Linked DNA regions of Zea mays: region 2 is linked to region 1. The links are chromatin contacts, called in public Hi-C maps. All regions are on one chromosome and are shown on one strand. The core of a region is the stretch at or near the end of the contact, and the rest is flanking DNA. Distances in the headings are between cores, read along the strand shown. Region 1 holds the start of LOC103651368. Region 2 holds the start of LOC100381571 (Cyclic dof factor 2).

Region 1 (2,693 bases), core at 82-2,581:
TAAAGAGCTCTTTAGTCCCATTTTTGTCACTAACGACATTAAAGGCTCTTTCAGATGTAAAGTAAAAGGGAAATATCTTCTTGATAGTCACAAATAGCTCTATAGCAGAGTGGTAAGGAGGGAATACATGAAAGCCCGACCGTATGCTTTACTTTTAGGGTACCGTTTAGTACCATAACAAAAGAATATGATTTTTAGTCCTGTTTACATAGTATCGGTTAGGAATCTAGTACTATAGTCGGTTCCTAAAGGTTTTTTAGTTGTAGTGATAGTTTCATAGACAATCAATTATGTGGCTTATAGAGAGTTGATAATCACGTCAAGAGAGTTTCACTCTCGAAAAACTTATTTCTTCTCACTTTAGTAAAACATTGGCATGTCATAAAAAAATTCATATGTGGCAAGCTATTTTAAATACAAATAAAACTCTTGTGAAACTTTCGTTGAGACTGACTTTATGAGTTTTATGGTTTCACTTCCAAGATAGTCATATCATCCTTTGTGTTTGGTAAGTGGTAACAACAAGAAGTTTAACCAGATGAAACGACCTTTATCTCTTTTAAAGCATTACATATAAATACTTATAATATCCGGGGGTCAACGCAACGGGAGCCGTACGCAAGCAATGACGCAACGGGCTCCCTCCGGTTACGATGGATGCATGCACGTCCACCTCACGGCTTACGTGTTAAGGGACACGACAGTATTCATGCATCGCCATCTCCGAGGCCTCAAGATTTCCTGCCGCTGGATCAGCATGAAATATCGAGAGAGATCTCACACAGCCGCACAAAGGCACATGTGCGAATGGTGACCCATGCTGCCATGCATGTATAGTGTAGATCGGTTGATCCATCGATCGATCGTTTTAGGTCATATTTGCATACCTAGAGCTAATAATTAGCCAGCTAATAAATTATTAGCTGAGATAAACAATCTAATAAACTAATTGTTAGTTGTGTTGTAGATAACAATTAGTTAGGGATTATTTGAGAGCAAAAATATTGAAGGGGATTAATGGGCCTATAATCCCTTACTATTCAAATAGTAAGAGACTATAGTCACTTTAATTCTCTCTAATATATTTGCTTCCAATCAGACCCTTAGGATGATGTTTGAAATCCAACGACTAATTTTTAGTAGCTAACTATTAGTTTTAAAGGTTCCAAACAATACATTAGTTTGAGTTCACCCCTAAACGTCTATCTCATTATCTTTTTTAAAATATTATATACCATATTAGTTTATAGTATGTCTACAGTATCCCCACGTTATTTTGTATAGTATGCTTAGACTTACTAGTGAAGTAGTGAGTTTGGTCTCTCGGCCCGCGCAAGCCAATCTGAGGCCCCAATCCACGAGGTCCGGCGCGGCCCAACCCCTCCCCCAAGTCTCATGTCCACCCTTGCGCGCGCGTGTACAAAAAGCGGCTCGTCCCCACTCCAGCGGACACGTCTCCTGCCTCTAGATCCAAGCTAACGGACCACTGCTGTCATTGCTGCCTGGGACCGGGAGCAAGAGAACGACGACGAAGAGATCGGCTGAACAAGAGGGTCGCGTAGAGCCATGCTTGCGAGCGCGACGAGGGCAGGGACGTCGTCCACCAAGCCCGGCCTCGCGGAGGGCGCCGTCCGCAGAGCCAGAGCCAGAGCCAGAGCCGGAGACGGCGGCAGCGGCACCCCCATCGTCGTCACCGATGCCGGGCAGGAGGTCACCGTCTCGCAGTTCGTCGCGCAGCTAGGTTCGTTTCGTAAATACAGTAGAAGCCAGTAATGACAGCAATGATCGAGCTAGCGGGATCGTTCACACCCCATTATTATTAATTTAATCTGTAGCGATAGTGATATGAATAAACAGATGAGTGATCACCGCTGACTAGTTGCGTTGTTTTTTTTTTTGACAGATGAGGCGGCCCGGCGGAGGCTGGACAGCATGCACCAGAGGCTGAGGCTGCTGGAGCAGCAGATGGAGACGCTGGAGGCCGAGGTCGGCAAAGCCAGCAGCAGTAGAATTGACACCTACGCCTAGTTATTAGTAGTTACTTTGCTAGGCTCCTGGCAACATCGATCCAGCAGCAGACCGCAGTCCACAGATATTTTTTTCTCGATTAAACCTTTCTCATGTACATGTATAAGCGATTATGGATTATGATCCAAATACTTCCTCACAAAGTAGGACTCTAAATAAATTTTAGTTCAAAAATGAATAGAAAAGAGACACGATTTTAATCCGATCCTTAAATTTTATATTGTAAAATTTAAAACGTATTGTCACCCATATGTACATGAGCGATGATTAATAATATATATGATTGACAATATATAAAAAAGAGAAGCACGGTTGCACCTAATAAACTCATGTGCAGAGCAACCCTAGAACCAGGAGTCCAGGTTGAGGTTGAGAACCTCCACAATCTCTACTACTTATTAAGTAAGCAATAGTAGTCTGCCTCCCTGCGTTCTGCCGTTCTGCCGTTCTGCCTCCCATCTATTTGGACCGTCCGTTTCTATTACCTATGCCATCCAGCCGCACGCGCCATCCAGTCGTGCCCGCCCCCTTCCTCTCCCCCACCCCGCACCAACCGCTCGCCTCATCTGCACCACCCCTCCACAGACTCCCAGCCGAAACCCTATCTTGCGGTGGGCGGTAGCGACTGCGCGCGACGTGGAGGAGGCACCCCCACCCTCCACACG
Region 2 (2,693 bases), core at 135-2,634, 180 kb before region 1:
AAAGCAATTTTATTTTGGCGCGCATGAAGAAGAAGAAGAAGAAGGGCATTCGATGATACATCCATAGAAAAGTTTACAACTGGTACATTATTCAAAATGGTAGAGATAGGGATAGATGTTTAGTCAAAGCGGTTTGTCCAGACGTCATTAGTAGCCCTGCACACGACGCTTGGATGAGCTAACAACGTATATATACGTGACAAGCGACAAGTTCGCGCTTTTCACATATCGAATGAACTAAGCTAGGTCTATCTATGATCTCAGCGAAAGGGTGGTTGAAATACTACTATTCCATGCTTGTTTGACAAGAAGGCCCACGCATTTGTGCGCGCGCGCAAAGGCTGCAGACGTCATTACGAGTGCGTTAATCGCGACAGGAACCGAAGATATTTATTTCACGTGACTTGCTGGCTGCTGCGTGCGACGAGCTCCCGAAGGAAAAGCATGCACGGTGGCAGGAGCACTGCTGGTTGGACGACAAGACTGCTGGGGAGCTGATGCATGCACGGCCGGAAAATCGGGCTCCACCTAACTTTTGGACCGGCGCGTCAACTCTCGAGGATTAGCTTATTATTACATGCATCCCAGACAGATAGCTAGTAGGGCCATACGTACACGTTAATTCATACCGGTTCGTTGCACCTGTTCGTCGTGTGTATGCTTCGGTCAGCACACGTTTTTTTTCCCCTCTCTATCACTGATTTTGGAGACTCTTTTTTTTTTTGGTCACCAGGAGTTAATTAGTCGTACGTGGTAATCTTTTGGAAGATTAGTAACCCCAGCTTCTTCAGATCCTAGCCATGGAAATGCCTTCCTTCTCTCATCTCAACCAGAGAGCGACAATGTCAACGCCTAGCCAAAAAAAAAAAAAACAGAGAGAGAGAGATCAGTTGGGTACTCTCTGGCACATGTCGGCCTCGTAGCAAGTACTAGTACCAACCAGGCAATCCCTTCCATGAACCATGCAGTACTGTACTGTCCGTGTTTGCTTAGCGACTAAACAAGACCCCTTTATTTCCCCTGCCGCTTCCGATCGAGCTTTGAGTCTCCCACACACAAGAATCGCTTCCCCACATGCGCCCAATCCATTTTATTCACAAAAAAAGAAAAAAAAAACTAAGCTGCGACCATGAAAGTCAACCGGTTATGAATTACTATGATACTCATCAAAAAGGTCAACCCGACGAGAGGCTGGCGACCAAAAAGTGGCACTGGTGGTTCTGGGCGAGCGAGCGATCGATCTGTGTGGCCTGGCCCTGGCGGACCAATCAAACCCTTGCGCGGCCAAATCTCCGCTCCAGTCCAGCCTCCAGCCAGACCTTCCAATCTTAACAGCTGGGAGGGAGACTACTAGAGAGAGACCAAATCCGTGCATGATCCATCCATCTATCCGACCACATGGCTTATTACTACTAGTACCGGGGCCGGGCGGGTGGTCACGCAAAGAAGTCAGGCGCATGAAGCAAAAGTGAGAAGAGCGGGGAGGCGAGGCGATGACCATCTCCACTCCCTCTCCTCCCTAGTAGTGTATAAAAAGCCGGCGCCGGCCGTCGTCCCCTACCCACCCACCCACCCCGGGCCCCTCCTCCCGCTCCATCCATGGCCGCCAACCTCCCGGACGCCGACGCCGCGGGGTTCAAGCTGTTCGGCAAGGTCATCCAGCCCCCCGACGCGCAAAAACGCGGGGCGGACGAGGGCGACGACCCGACGCCACAGACGGCCCTTCCTCCTCCTCCTCCCCCTCCCCCGCCCCCGCCCCCGCAGCAGGCGCCCGCGGCTGGGGGTCCCGGCGCCGAGCCGCTGCCGTGCCCGCGGTGCGGCAGCCGGGAGACCAAGTTCTGCTACTTCAACAACTACAACGTGCGGCAGCCGCGCCACCTCTGCCGCGCCTGCCGCCGCTACTGGACGGCCGGCGGCGCGCTCCGCCGCGTGGCCTCCGCGTCCCCGGGCCGCCGCAGGCCGCGCCCCACCGCCCGATCGGCGCCCGTCGCTGCCGCCGCGTCGTCCGCCCCCGCAGCCGCCGAGGAGGTGGGCGGGCCGCGTTGACTCGGCGGTCGTAGGGGGGCGCGGGGTAGGGCTCCGCCTTCCTTCCCGCGTGATGCCGGACGGCCGGAAGCTTGCGGCCGCGGCCCCGGCGCCCTTTTCGCACCTACCAGTAGTCCAAGCCCTGTCCTTTTGGTTTATTAGATTCTGCTTTTTTTTTAAATATACCATTTTAGGATTCTTTTGGTGGCCAAAAGGATGCTGCCGGCCTGCTCTGCGACCGCGAGAGAGTTCAGTTTGGTAGGCAGTCAAAAAGTGAGTCCTTACGAATGTTTAGATCATCTCCAAACTACTAGTACTCAATAAACTTTTTTTCCGAGGAATTATTGGGCCCTTTCCGGTCCGCATGTAGCTTGCTGATCATTTCATCTGAAGCACCATTGGTTATCTGTTGAATCAACATCTTCCAAGTTAATAATGTTCATTTGCCGATCTGAACAATCTATGGAACCATTCTCAGGGCCGCCACTCCAGCACGCCAGGGTGACAGAGCAGTGCAGATGCAGGAGCTCTAAAAAAACATGCTTCATCACCGCTTCCAACGAGCTCGTCAGGGTCCTGGCCAACCCCACAGGCGTCCTCAACCCGTCGGCAGCGTCCCTCCTCGCGCCGCGCTGCGCTGCGCTCCGAGCTGGAAGCTAGCGGAGGCG

The links. Hi-C and Micro-C count contacts between places; a contact is called where the count stands out from the background.
Region 2: a contact with region 1 is called in a Hi-C map of endosperm, with 2.1 times the contacts expected there. The contact joins the promoter of LOC100381571 here to the promoter of LOC103651368 in region 1. A contact is called at or near these places in 2 of 25 Hi-C or Micro-C datasets (bundle sheath and endosperm).

What each region holds. Positions count from the first base shown.
Region 1 is chr3:215,242,117-215,244,809 of Zm-B73-REFERENCE-NAM-5.0, reverse strand. LOC103651368 reads left to right here and starts at 1,331. Exons shown (of 2, transcript XM_008676992.4): 1 at 1,331-1,741; 2 at 1,904-2,322. The coding sequence starts at 1,567. The coding sequence ends at 2,028.
Region 2 is chr3:215,426,955-215,429,647 of Zm-B73-REFERENCE-NAM-5.0, reverse strand. LOC100381571 (Cyclic dof factor 2) reads left to right here and starts at 1,384. Exons shown (of 3, transcript NM_001174396.2): 1 at 1,384-2,028; 2 at 2,220-2,298; 3 at 2,504-2,693. The coding sequence starts at 1,600. The coding sequence ends at 2,685.